5 separate regions of the Mus musculus genome follow, and all the other regions are linked to region 1. The links are chromatin contacts, called in public Hi-C and HiChIP or PLAC-seq maps. All regions are on one chromosome and are shown on one strand. Each heading gives the region's core, a stretch centred on a gene start, on an enhancer-like site or on the middle of the called end of the contact. The rest is flanking DNA. Distances are from core to core; before and after follow the strand shown. Region 1 has its middle 23 kb from the start of Gm38537. Region 2 overlaps Gm20750 (predicted gene, 20750). Region 3 has its middle 46 kb from the start of Gm30292. Region 4 overlaps Gm30292 (predicted gene, 30292). Region 5 overlaps Gm2447 (predicted gene 2447).

Region 1 (2,606 bases), core at 69-2,568:
AAAATATCAAAATTCAAAAAGTTCGAAGTTTCTCTTGAATATTCAATTGTTTTCACCCCCTGTAAAGTGGAATAGTCATAAATCCAACCATGCTAAGTTGGGGGGTGAGTGTGGAGGAGTTTGCACATGCCAGCCACTATGCCTTATGATGTGGCATCTGGCCTAGCCAATGTTGAGTCCTGATGAGAAAGCAAAACCAGACCCTACTTACAGCAAAACCATTTCTATCCATCATATTTGCTTGAATGTGTTTTTGGCCAGGTCTGTGAAACATTCAAGTATAGACAGTTTATAGATCTCTTATATTTCAACCATCATACTCCTGTTCAGTGCTAGAGTTGATTTCTGAATGCATGTGGGTGCTCCCCTTTGAGTGTGTATGTGTGCCCTCGTGTGTGCAAATGCATGTGTGTGCTGGGACATGTGCATGGATATGTGTGCATTGAGAGGCCAGAGGACAACATCAGGAATCGTCTTCAGTTGCCCATTCGCCTTCTCTGAAATGAGGCTCTCTCTGGTCTGGATCTCACACTTAGAGTGGCTAGCTAGGCAGCCCCAAGGAAACTCCTGTCTCTGCTTCCCCAGCCTTAGGATTGCAAGTTCTCCTCCACACCACCCATATGTGGTCAACACACTAAACCCAGTCCTCATGTGTCTGGGACAGGCAAGAGCTTGACCAGCTGAGCCATCCCCTGCCAGACAGACCTCAGGTCTGGTTTTTATAACATGTGGAAGAAAGCATTCTGGACCCGATTTCACAGATGTGACCTGTGGTCGGGTGACTTCCACCAGGTCATAATTGTAGTGCGTGTGGCACTGAGACAACAACTCAGATCACCTGTGCCAAATCGAACGTGGTCTTGGCAAAAGGGAAGTGATTTTTAAAGACCTTAAAAGGGTTGTGACAGTACAAACTTGCCATCTCAACATCTGTGAGGCTGAAGCAAGAAGACCCTGAGTGATGAAGCCAGGGTGGCTACATGGCAAGCCCTAGGGCGGCAGGAACTATATAGTCAGACTCTATCTCAAAAATAAATAAAGTAATTACTATACGTAACCGACAATGGCCGTGCACTCCAACTCAAGGGAGCTCCAGTCTTGGGGGGAGAGGATCTATAGAGTCTTCATTATGGGTGACGAATTGAATTCACCTTTGATTGAGCTCAATGGAGAAAGGCATGCCTCAGTGAGCACAACCCTGTGAGCAGCTGGGGGGAAGCCCTGACCAGTCTCACTTCCTTCCACCAACAGCTCTCTCCCCCACATTCTTCTCAGCATTGTCTCCACTTCCCTGTAACTCACTTATGAGTCAAGTGCAGGCAAGGCCAGCTGCAGACACGCTCTGTTGGCTCCCTGTGCGCCACAGCCTCTGTGCAGGTCTCCAGCACAACACGGCTCTCCTCCAAGGCCCAAAGGAGGCCAGGCTCTGCAGGCCAACAAGTCACAGGGGACCTCCAGAGCCACCTGTTATTGTGACCATATGCTGCCTAGTCACTTTGTTTTGATCAGAGTGTTCCAAAAAGGAAATAAAGCCTACCTTTTTTTTAAGGCCACTTGTCCAGCCCCTTTAAATATTCAGGATTCATTGTTGTTAGATTCACTGGAGACATGAATGAACAACACACTGCCTGCAGTCAGTGTGGTCTCCCGGGTAGGGAGGAAACGTCTGGGTTTGTTGGCAACTTTTCCTGTCAGCTAGGACAAGGTGTCAAATACAGAATTCACACTTAAGAGGAATGACACAATAAAGCTTAAAATATATATATTATTTACATTTTTAGGGGGTAAAATTATCCTAGGGTACATATGATCTATGGGCTGTGGATTGGCGATGCAGAGGCTTTCTATGTAGTGAAAATGAAATAAATATATATAATATGTACAACATCTTATATACTATATATTTATAAAATATTTTAAATAATATTTAAATATCAATAATATAATATATAAATGTATTTGTTTATCTTGGTATAAAATGTATTTATAATATGTAATTTTATATATTATTTAAAATATATAGTTTATAATATATAGTTATATGATATAATAGTTATAATATATAATATATGTTTACATCTAATCATATGTGCTAAAAATAGAGTAAAAGAAAAACAAAACAAATGAATTTATATGAGCAAGTGTACTACAGACATCTCAGTACATCCAGGAATGGTGGCGTCATATAATGAGCTGTATCCGTCCTCCACCCCAAAATGTGCTGGGATCGTAGTCCCTAGTGCCTGAGAAATTAATTTTATTTGAAAATAAGGATCTACAGAGGTGATGAACGTAAAGCCCTGCCGTGGAAGGGTGCCTATGCCCATAGTTAGTGTCCTTAAAAAGGAAGACCTCACATGAAGAGAAAAGCAGACCTCCTCATGGCAAGTAGCATCAGAGATGTCTGCAGCCTTGCTCAGCCTTGATGGGGAAGCTCGGGCCCTAGGGCAAGGAGACCATACACTTCTGTTGTTTCAAACCACCCTGTTAACCCCGTTAGTAGTATTTTATTTTAGTTAGTAGCAGTATGGTTTCCTGGGAACAGCTCCCCTCATTTAGATCTTCCCATCCAAGGCTTCTTCAGTTTGGGTTTAGCTGACTCCCTC
Region 2 (2,606 bases), core at 47-2,546, 480 kb before region 1:
GCTATGTGGATGCTGGAAACCTATCCCGGATCAGCAAATGGCTGAGCATCTGTCCAAGTCCTGTTGTTTTAACAATTTGTAAAGACTACTAGGCAAATTTGTATTTATTGTGACTTCATAAAAGGACTCCATGGCCAAGGAATGACTCAAGAAGAAACAGTATAACTGAAAATCAGGTAGTAGCTAAAGTCCCAAGGCACAGACACTAAGTGTGGACATGCTGAATAATACCCAGACTCCCACACCAGGCCGCGGTTACTAAAGCACACAGAGGAGGTACAAACTCTGTTTTCAATTTTCTTCTGGAAAGTTACCGTGTTTTGGTTTTTCTCAAACTGGGTATACAAATAGGCTCTCCAGCTTTGAGACTTTTTTTTCCCTCCCATTAAAAGTCATCTTCCCATCATGGAAACTTAGAAACGTTGTTTTGCTACAAAATTTTAAACCTGAAATACTTCAAGTCTCAGGAAACTGCCTAATAGGCACCCAGAGAGTCCTGTCAATCAAACCCAGCAGATTTGTTGTATTGTCTCTGGTCTCTAATCCTGTTAAAAGAGTTGAATGGTTTATATAAATAGTTAGGGCCCTGCTGTAGACTCCCTTGCTGTTTTTCCTCCTTACTGCAGAATTCAAGGCCTTGTTGAATTCATTTTGTGGCTTCATGGTTGTTTTCTGTGGTTGCAATTATTGTACCCTTCTTTCACTAGAAACAAATGGATAAGATGTCCGACTACTGGCCTGTTTCAGATGCAAATGTGAAGAGTATCCCAGGTTACAGAGCGAATGCTCAGAAAAGAGATTCACGACAAAGGTAATTAATCAACCACGGTTACACTCCAAAAAGATTTCCTACATACAAAGTTTCTAGTTCTTTAATATGTGGTGGAAGATGGGGGGATGGGTTTCACCGGTCTGATTCTTCTAATTCTGACACAATTTCTCTCTCTCTCTCTCTCTCTCTCTCTCTCTCTCTCTCTCTCTCTCTCTCTCTCTGCAATATTATTCATGGGCAGCAGTGGTGTGTGTGTGTGTGTAGGGGGTGGTGCTGTATGCACCAGGGTGCTTTTGGAGACTACAACTTTCAGGAACCTGTAGGTCCTGAGGGTTGATCCTGAATTGTCAGGCTTGGATGCAGGTGGCTTTACCAGCTGAGTCATCTTGCTGGCCCCATGATGTTTTTGTTAAATCACAGAATCAATGGGAACTGGGAATGAGAGCTCTGGCTCCCCAGATGTGGCTACTTGTAGAACCCAGCAGCCCCAGGTCTCTTGTAAGCATTGGAAGCTGTGAAAGAAAGACTTTCTTTATTCTGAGAGGGAACAGAAACTAATGCTAAAGAACAGAAGACAAAATGGGGAACTTCGCTGTTGAAGACGGAAATAATATCTACTTATTACTTCAATAAGATTATATACTGCATATATCACCCAAACAGAAAGAGAAACTAAAAGCTATAAATACATATTGATGCAGTTTTAGACTCTTGAGTATTAGTGGTCTTTCAGTTTTTAACAAATGTCCTAGTGGCCATGGGCTTTAGAACGGTGAATTAAAATAAGATAAAAGTGTGATCTCAAAATTGAGATGACATCACCCATGAATAAATTTCCTAGTTATTTCACCTTTGCTGCCTTGTTTCCTAGCGTGGGTAGCCTTTAAGATGCTACTCTAGGATGCGTCAGCATGCATCTGGCAGGTGGTTGCAAGCATGACCCACCTGGGAAGAGGGAACCTCAACACGGAATTGCCCCCATCAGATTGGCCTATGGACTGTCTGAGCGGGTGTGGTTTGTGATTTCTCATTAATGTAGGAGGGTCTAGACCACTGTGGGTTGTCCCGTGCAGTATAAAACACACGGGACGCAAGCCACCATGCAGAGCTCCTCCATGCTGCCTCGCTTCCTCTCCCGGGTTCCTTTCTTGAGTTCCCTCCCTGGTTTCCCTTGACGATGGGATAACTATGGGCCAAATAAACCCCTTGATCCCCCAAGTTGTTTTTGGTGAGTTTCATCCCAGCAATGGTAAAACTAACTAGGACAACACGTACACTGTGAGTGCATAGTTACTTTTTTTTTTTAAGATTTTTTAAATTTTTATTTATTTTATGTATATGAGTACACCATTGCTCTCTTCAAACACACAAGAAGAGGACATCAGACCCCATTGCAGATGTTTGTGAGCCACCATGTGGTTGCTGGGAATTGAACTCAGGACCTCTAGAAGAGCAGTCAGTGCTCTCAAGTGCTGAGCCATCTCTCCAGCCCCAGAGTTACTTTCTTTCTTTATTATTTATTGATTTTGCTAGGACTCTGCCAGGAAGAGTTTGTTTGAAACATAGTAACTCAAGATCTGATTGAAGAATTTTATTCTCCCTAATAGGATACCAAGTTATACTGGTAACGATTTGCCTCTTAAGAATTATAGTCTGTGACTCATTTTTTTAAATCTAGAACGGGGCCGAAAGTCAGATTATGTGCATCTAGCATAGATCTGCTTCTGAGCTTCATAGCTGAAATAAGGTAGACCAGGTTAAAGTTGAGAATTGTTTTAAAGACACACGCACAGGCAATGTTCTCAGAAACTCCCACTCAGACTTGCCCTTTAAC
Region 3 (2,606 bases), core at 28-2,527, 400 kb before region 1:
AACCTGTGGTGAGCTACTTGCCCCACCCCACTTACAACTTGCAGTTGTAAAGGTGCAGCTGGGAGGAGGGGGAGGGGCTGACTGACTGGCTGGGGGAGGGGCTGACTGGCTGGGGGAGGGGCTGACTGGCCTGCTATGTAGCATGTGGCATGCCTGGTGGGTTTCCTGGCTTTGCCACATTCCCTTCCCACTGGTCCCAAATAAGATTATGAACTACCAAACAGATCAACTGCACCAGGGGCCATTGAACCCTTCCCACACAAGGGTCCCCAAGATGTGTTTTTCCAGTACTGTCATTTCCCTTTATTTTGAGTGAAAATCTCAGTTCATAAAGTTCTGGGATCCTACTTTTTAATACAATGTTTCTAACTTAATGTCAGAAGGAACCTGTGTCCCTCATCCTAAGAGAAGTGAGCAGATACCTTGTTCTATGCACCTCAGCCTGCCAAGTTTATATAAACCAACCTATCAATACTGACTTAAGGGCATGGGGCATTGTCACTGTCCCCAGCATGTGTGTGTGTGTGTGTGTGTGTGTGTGTGTGTACGCACATGTGTGTGAGTGCACCTATGCATGTGCATGCATGTGTGCACGAGTGTGCATGTACATGTGTGTTGCGTTTGCACAAAAAAAATTTCACGAGGTTTCATTTTTCATCGGTTACCAGTGGCTGTAGATCATGCAGAGAAGTTTCTGGATGCTTCATTCAGTAAAAGGTAGTCACCTTCCAAGTCACACGTATCTATCCAGACTTCCTATGCCCTGGGTTATTTACTGACCATGTACCCAGAAGTGCAGAATCGTCTTCACACGGTGGTCCCAGCTGGTTTCTGTAGAGTTTCCCAGGATGCCCCCACACCTCTGTGAGGGATTTGTTCCTCTTTGAGAGCCAGATGCAGTCTCTTTTTGGTAGCAGAGATGGCCACTGGTGTTTCTGACTACGGATGTACCTACCATACCCCAAGGGAGAGGGAATAGTGTATCCTCTGCCAATCACAATTTAGACAGAGGAGAGTCCTTGCTCGGAAGCAGGATGGAAAGAACTGCCTAGTGATCAAGGATTCAATGTCCCTGAAATTCGACTTTGATGCCTCATTTGTTTAATTCAATTTATTTCCACCCCCCCCCCCCAGAGTTGTTTTTGCAAAGTCCTGTCATTCTGAGAGCAGTCACTAGAGGGCGCCCTGGGACACCTTTTGGAGCTGCCCCCTAGAGGCGGAGCTGGGAAAGGAAGTGCAAAACGGACAAGAATCAGTCTTGGAGCTGATTGGTAGATGAGTTACCAGAGCTTTCTGCCGAAAAGGAAAAGCATGAAGAGAGAGCCTAAGGACAAAGCATCAGTCACACAGAAGGGGCTCAGTTGCTGTACAGTGTGCAGCCGCTGCCCCCTGTGGATAACAGCCATTTGAAATGTGGCTAAGGCCAAACCAAGATGAACGTCTACGAAACACAAACCATGTCTGGAAGGCTTGCGAAGAGAACACATAATGTAAAGTAATTTGATTCTTGGATATTAATTACACATTAAAATCCTATTGAATAAAGCACTTTTTTCTCATTTTGTTTTAGACAGGATCTTGCGGAAGAGCCTGAGCTGAAATCTATCGTGTCACACAAGCTTGCCCCCAGAGTTGCAATCCTCAGCTGGAATTACAGACCTGAGCCACCATGCCTGGCTCATTGTATTTCATTTTTAAGCAGCTTAGCATTGCACGCATTTGTAGATTACAGCGTCGGGTGGTGACCCTAAAAAGAAAGAGAGCCTCGTGAAGGAGCAAAGTTCCTGGAAGAGATCTTGAACAATTTCCAGCCCCTAGCCTCCCAGTGTTGTTACGTGGGGTCAGAATACCAGCATAGGACCTTGCCAAGGATTAGGAGCTGGTGATGGTGACAGTGGTAAGGTGGCCCAGGCTCTGACAGCTGTGCGCCACATTGCACTGAGTACTGCTCAAGCTGAGCCACAGCCCCTGGATGCTCTTGTCACTCAAATAAGTTCCAACTTTACATACCTATAGCCCCCTCTCCCCATGAATAAACCTCATGCCTGGTGAACCTGCCCCAAACTGCAGCACTAAAACCTTCTGCATGTCAGATCAAACTCAACACCCAGCCTTGATGCTTGTCCCAGAGTTTCTCAGAACAGATGACTAATGTCAAACCCAGACACAGGAAGGGGAAAAATTGCGTGCATTTATCTGTTTTGTTTTTTTTTTTTCTTCATCTTCTCCAGAATAGAAGTGTTTGACCATTTAGCTTAGAGGCTAAGAAAATAAGCTGTCACGCACTGCTGATGCTGTGTGTGCCCGTCTCTCTGGAGGCAGGCAGACGGTGTCTCTGTGAACAGCACCTACTGCTGCCCGACACGTGTCAGACAGGAGGGGTACACTCTGTGCCACCTCCTCGTTCAGCTCCTTCTTCCTCTTGCAGGAGGCAGGAGTTCACAACCTTTCATGCCTTTTTATGTAACAAGCTGACAGAGATCATGTAAGCTGTTTAAAGAGAGGCGTCCCAAATATCCTGACCAAAGCCAAGAATCAAAGCAAACAGAAGTAGAAGCATTTGTGCGACGTAATGACAATAATTCTAATTCTTGAGGCATCAATGT
Region 4 (2,606 bases), core at 60-2,559, 350 kb before region 1:
ACTTTCTCTTCCAAAGGAAACCTCTTGGGAGCTTGGGACTAGGCAGCTGGCCTGTCAGTGTCCTGGAGAATCAGGGACAACCTGCAAAGATGACAAAATCAAAGACTGCAGGGGGTTTCTGCTGGTGCCAGCCCATATGCTAATTTCTCATTCTGACCTGTCCACACCCTGACATCCCCCCCCCCTCGAATTCCGAGAGAAAAATCTCAAATTCTTTCAACAGATCCCATTTTTTAGTGTGTGCTGGTTGGAATGAGTCTCTGTTCTTTAGAAGCAAATGAAACTCCAAGCTTGAAATTATACCCTCGGAGTCACCTGTTTGGGAAAAGCTATCACTGCTGAAGATATGAAAGGATTTGTAAAGGTGTGTGGGGGAGGGGGAGGTGTGGGTGTGTGAGTGGGTGTGGGTGGGATAAGTGTGTTTCTGTGAAGGCCAGAGGTTGAGATTAGGCATCATCTTCAGTTGCTTGCCATCTTATTTTTGTGACAGGTCTCTCACTGACCCTGGAACTTCCCATGTGGTTAGAGTGTCTGGACAGCAAACTCCAGGGATCCACCATCTCCCCAGAGATGGGGTTACAGACCAGTCTGTCTTCTACTTAAATTCAGGGATTTGAACTCAGCTTCTTAAGCTTGCAGGTCCGTATCAACATGTCAGCACCTTTGCTCTTGAGAGTTCTTATATATTAAGGTTTAGTCAATTTGGAAAATTTGCCCTAATGTGTAATTGAGCAGAAATTCTGAATAAGAATTTAAGACTCAGTTTTTACTACATCTTTAAATTTTTTTTGGGGGGGGGGCGGGTGTGGTAGTGCACACCTTTAATCCCAGCACTCGGGAGGCAGAGGCAGGTGGATTTCTGAGTTCAAGGCCAGCCTGGTCTACAAAGTGAGTTCCAGGACAGCCAGGGCTATACAGAGAAACCCTGTCTCGAAAAACCAGATTTTTTTTTTTTTTACCAGAACCCTGGATGATGACCCATTTTTTATCACTCAGAGGCTAAACTGAGCACTGAGTCCTTGACTCAAAATTTGTGTGTACACAGGTGTGACTCTGGCTTTGGTCATGGTGACTCCATGCTCATGTATGACATGCCATTTGCCTTACCAATGGCCCATCCAGACTGTGATGTCAAACAGGCCAGAAGAATCAGAAACCGAGACCTGAACATCACAGGCCAGCCTTCCCTGGAGTGTGAGAAGCCAGGTTATTGCTGTTCACAGGAAATTTGAGTGAATCATGACTATTTCTGTCAGCCTGAGGTTGAAAGTGAAACCGTATCCAGCCATCAAGGTTTGCTCAACTGGAGGCTGCTGATGGTAGAAAACCAAGTACAGACTTTACTCATAGGTAGTCCTAGACCTGTAGGTGGTACCTGGCTCATCACCTCATCAAAGGCCTCCTACTTCTCTCTGTCTCACACACACACACATACACACACACACACACACACACACATACACACACACACACTCACACTCACGCATGCGTGCACATGTTCTCACGAGTGCGTGTTGTCTATGAAGCCAAGTCAAGTACACAGTTTCAAAAAGAATTGGCCTTGTGGCCACATTTGTACAAGCTACATGTCCTTGTACATATTATTAGTGTCTCCGATCTTCACTTTCCCCGACTTTGAAATATGGATATTAGCCATCACAGTGACCCACAAGTTGAAAGACAGAAACCACATGATCATCTCATTAGATGCAGAGCAGACATTCAACCAAATCCAAAACCCCTTCATGATTAAAGTCTTGGAGAGATCAGGAATGCAAGAGACACCAAAACAAAATAAACTGTTGGCAGTGAGCTCACAGCCAACATCTGCTTAAATGGAGAGGAACTCAAAGCAATTCCATTAACATCAGGAACAAAAGAAGGTTGTCCATTCTCCCCACACCTATTCAATATAGTGCTCTAAGTCTCAGCTAGACACTAAGACAACTGAAGGAGATTAAGATGATACAAGTTGGAAAGGAAGACATCCGAAGAATCTTTATTTGCCCATGAATCATTAATATACATAAGTGTCCCTAACAATTCCACCTGGAAACTCCCACATCTGATAAACAGCAAAGGAGCTGGATTCAGAATTGAGTCCCCCAAATCAGTGGCCCCCCTAAATACAAATGACAAACGGACTGAGAAAAAACCTCAGGGAAACAACACCTCTCACAATAGCATCAAATAATACAAAATATCTTGAGGTGACTCTAGCCAAGCAAGCGATGGACCTGTACGATAAAAACCTCAAGACATTGAAGAAGATGGAAGAATCTCCCATGCTCGGGGCTCAGTAGGTTTAATATAGTAAAAATGGCCATCCCGACAAAAGCAGATTCAGTTCAATCCCCATCAAAATTCCAACACAATTTTTCATGGATCATGAAAGAACAACTTTCAGCTTCATCTGAAAACAAAACAAATACAACAGCTCAAAGAATCCTGAATAATGAAAGAACTGTAGGAGGCATCATCATCTCCGATTTCAAGTTGTACTACAGATCTGAAGTAATAAGTCGAGCATAGTAATGGCAAAAAAACAGACATTGATTAGGGGAGTTGAAGACTAAGACATTAATCCACACCTACTGACATCTGGT
Region 5 (2,606 bases), core at 73-2,572, 310 kb before region 1:
GGAGTACTGGACAGCTAATGCACACAGGAAGTTCAGACTGGACAGTGAAATTGTAGGCTTGAGTGACAGGGACCTGAAACCTGCCACTATATAGCCACGTGACTCCCGGCTATTTCCTCACTTATTTGATTACGCTTTCAAATTGTGCACAGAGACACAGGATCTGAAGTCAGGCAGTTTGAGTTCCAATCTTGATCCCTCAAATGACTTGAGAGGTTATCTTAAGATAAATACACAAACTAGCCAGTGTTTATTGGGCATTTATGAATGCCGGCACTGTTCCAAATGCCACCCAGGTATTAACCCAGGCAGTCTTTGCAATTACTGTATGCCTTAACCCAGTTATTACAGCTACCTCCCAGCTCCTAAAACAGAGGACGAAGCTGGACCTAAAGTGCTTCAGTAGCCTGGCAGAGTTCACTTGGCTTGTGGGTGATACTCACACATACATCACAGGCATGTTGGAGTCTACTGAAGAAGTACACACAGCTCACTGACTGTCCCATGGTGAACGCTCAAATCTCTGTTAACCGTAGTTCATTGTTCACTACAGACTTATTATGCCTGTTGTCTTGTTAGATACAACAATACTACTACCAATACTCTCAGCCTCCTGTTCCTCGTGGTTCCAGGGATCAAGCACAAAGGCTAAAGAGTGTAAAGATGGATAAATAGGTCTGCGTTGGAATGTGCACAATAAAGGCAGAGCAGCCATTGCTTTATTTTAGCAGAATCTGACATCATTTCCTTGTAAAGGAAAAATGCAATCCAAAGGATACATCTAACTACATTTTTGTACAAAGCAACATCAGCTGATACTGTATGTAGCGAGTGTCTAGAATCTGCCCCATTTGCCCCAAAATAACCAATTTGGGTGTAATCCTTGGCTTGGTGACTTAGCTCCAGCCCTGCCGTCAGGACACTGGACCCTCACTGGAACATGGCATGCCTAGTGTTCTGACCCTCTGCCTAAAGAGTGCAGTCTTCAGGGTCTTGCAAACAGCACCTGTCCTTTGCTCGGTATTGACTGGGTGTTTATAAAGCCTGTTCTCCTGGACGTATTCTCCATCACCCTGGTATAAACTGTGCTATCAGTTTTGGATTGTAAAGATCCCGGGGCAGATAAACAGTGGCCTACCCTGCTTTACAGGAACAAACTACAGACACCCCATGAACCTGACAGAGAACATGATAATGCTAGGGAGTACCAGGACTGTTTCCTCACAGATTTCTGAGAGAGACAAGCCCACAGCAGTGTGCAGCTAATCTGATTTAGTGGGTATTTCCTGACCTGCTCTGACCCGATGTCTCGGATGGACACTTCACAGCTGTATTACTTCCCACGTGACTTAAACTCTTGTTGTTCTGCTTCTTCATGTGTAAAATGGAGAACAGACTACTTGTAAAGACATAAAAGAGGTTGTTGCTTCAGTTAACCCTCACAAGCTCCGCGGAGGAACCTCTACCCTGCAGAAGCATTCAGAGTGGAGGCTCAAATACAACTTCCATCATTTCAAACGTTCTCCAAAGGGTGAGGACAAGGAAGGACTGCTTTGAATAGGAGAGGTCTACGTGGGATCTCAATACCGTTCACCTCACTTGTCCTTACACTTTTGTTTGAACTCTGGGCCCAGGATTCCTTGGTGTCTGTGTTTGCAGATCCGTGCTCGGAAAGCTTCTCAATAATGGCTTCAAAGGGAAGCAAAGCCAAATGGACTGTAGAAGTCAGAGTCCCACCTCCCTCCCTGTGTGCTGGAAGTCAAGTCTTTCCAGTGAGGCAGCCCTCGGTAGGAGGTGCGCAGAGCACGAAAGCTGGTCCTGAAAGCCTTGCAGGTCATTGAGGGCAGGTGGCCCCTAGTGGAGCTTTATCTAAGGGGACTTGTCACTGGAATTCAGGCATGAGTAAATACATTTTATTTGTGCCAAAGGTCATACACCCAGTGGAGCTGCTGACACAACCAGGGTCACTTGGGGCTGTGACATGCACTCTGGAGGTTTATCGCCATGGGCTGGGGAGCAAGTGACACTGAAATTCCTCCTTTTGGAAATTTGGGGTTTAGAACCTTAACAATGCAGAATGGTGCCTCATGCCACTGTACCGTGCTCCTCCTTCCTCCTCCTCCCTTTCTCCTTTTTATTGCCATTTGCTTATAAAATAGTGATCACGGAATTCAACATTGGTCTGCCTTGTGCAGTTAGAATTATGTCTCTCACCTAAACCTAGATGCTGCCTCCACCCCCCTCTCACCATTTTTACTTAAGGTAATTTGCTTCTATTTTTCTACCTGTTTTATACACTCACTCTTAGAAAACATATTTTCTTAGTATTGTTCCCAGCAAGATGTTAACCATGAATACTACCTTCTTGTGATCTGTGTAGTTCAGTGGGTTAAACAAATGATCATTTGGAGTAAATATCCCATGGAAATAAAAGTTCATATCCTAAGATAGTAGGTAGTTAGTTTGGTTCCCAAAGCAAAAAATACAGTAGCTCTTTATAATCAGAGCAATATGTTGTGGGGTAGGGTGCAGCACACACACACACACACACACACACACACACACACACGCTCACATACACGCTTGCACACTCACACCTACCTTTA

Evidence for each region. A called contact is a pair of places that touch in the nucleus more often than the background predicts. HiChIP or PLAC-seq counts read pairs in DNA pulled down with a chosen protein or histone mark.
Region 2: a contact with region 1 is called in an H3K27ac HiChIP or PLAC-seq map of large pre-B cells, with 4 times the contacts expected there. The contact joins two enhancer-like sites. A contact is called at or near these places in 1 of 15 datasets of contacts at CTCF or cohesin (pro-B cells) and 4 of 115 datasets of contacts at active chromatin or transcription factors (double positive thymocytes, effector CD8 T cells, large pre-B cells and 1 more).
Region 3: a contact with region 1 is called in a Hi-C map of B cells, with 2.6 times the contacts expected there. The contact joins two enhancer-like sites. A contact is called at or near these places in 2 of 15 datasets of contacts at CTCF or cohesin (large pre-B cells and pro-B cells), 10 of 484 Hi-C or Micro-C datasets (B cells, the C10 cell line, CD4 T cells and 6 more) and 6 of 115 datasets of contacts at active chromatin or transcription factors (the 230-238 cell line, CD8 T cells, Th17 cells and 3 more).
Region 4: a contact with region 1 is called in a BATF HiChIP or PLAC-seq map of CD8 T cells, with 11 read pairs. The contact joins two enhancer-like sites. A contact is called at or near these places in 1 of 15 datasets of contacts at CTCF or cohesin (large pre-B cells), 1 of 484 Hi-C or Micro-C datasets (CD4 T cells) and 6 of 115 datasets of contacts at active chromatin or transcription factors (the 230-238 cell line, CD8 T cells, bone marrow-derived dendritic cells and 2 more).
Region 5: a contact with region 1 is called in a Hi-C map of B cells, with 2.5 times the contacts expected there. The contact joins two enhancer-like sites. A contact is called at or near these places in 1 of 39 promoter capture datasets (the C10 cell line), 2 of 15 datasets of contacts at CTCF or cohesin (large pre-B cells and pro-B cells), 12 of 484 Hi-C or Micro-C datasets (B cells, the C10 cell line, Th1 cells and 6 more) and 3 of 115 datasets of contacts at active chromatin or transcription factors (the 230-238 cell line, fibro-adipogenic progenitors and large pre-B cells).

The regions. Positions count from the first base shown.
Region 1 is chr3:52,442,798-52,445,403 of GRCm38.p6, reverse strand. No RefSeq gene overlaps it. Among named protein-coding and RNA genes, the nearest start is that of Gm38537, 23 kb to the left of the region's middle. Within about 2 kb of position 1,318, at least 119 of the 459 cell types and tissues checked have an H3K27ac peak or open chromatin away from gene starts, as enhancers often do. A contact at or near this core is called in the 230-238 cell line, B cells, CD8 T cells and 5 more, where this site is marked.
Region 2 is chr3:52,922,796-52,925,401 of GRCm38.p6, reverse strand. Gm20750 (predicted gene, 20750) reads left to right here. Exons shown (of 5, transcript NR_040555.1): 2 at 708-811. Among named protein-coding and RNA genes, the nearest start is that of Gm20750, 3.6 kb to the left of the region's middle. Within about 2 kb of position 1,296, at least 29 of the 459 cell types and tissues checked have an H3K27ac peak or open chromatin away from gene starts, as enhancers often do. A contact at or near this core is called in pro-B cells, where this site is marked.
Region 3 is chr3:52,842,837-52,845,442 of GRCm38.p6, reverse strand. No RefSeq gene overlaps it. Among named protein-coding and RNA genes, the nearest start is that of Gm30292, 46 kb to the right of the region's middle. Within about 2 kb of position 1,277, at least 57 of the 459 cell types and tissues checked have an H3K27ac peak or open chromatin away from gene starts, as enhancers often do. A contact at or near this core is called in B cells, CD8 T cells, Th17 cells and 3 more, where this site is marked.
Region 4 is chr3:52,789,809-52,792,414 of GRCm38.p6, reverse strand. It overlaps Gm30292 (predicted gene, 30292), which reads left to right. Exons shown (of 5, transcript NR_166453.1): 3 at 272-364; 4 at 491-639; 5 at 1,046-2,606. Among named protein-coding and RNA genes, the nearest start is that of Gm30292, 6.7 kb to the left of the region's middle. Within about 2 kb of position 1,309, at least 15 of the 459 cell types and tissues checked have an H3K27ac peak or open chromatin away from gene starts, as enhancers often do. A contact at or near this core is called in the 230-238 cell line, CD8 T cells, memory CD8 T cells and 1 more, where this site is marked.
Region 5 is chr3:52,753,882-52,756,487 of GRCm38.p6, reverse strand. All of the region lies in intron 1 of Gm2447 (predicted gene 2447), which reads right to left. Among named protein-coding and RNA genes, the nearest start is that of Gm2447, 15 kb to the right of the region's middle. Within about 2 kb of position 1,322, at least 37 of the 459 cell types and tissues checked have an H3K27ac peak or open chromatin away from gene starts, as enhancers often do. A contact at or near this core is called in B cells and pro-B cells, where this site is marked.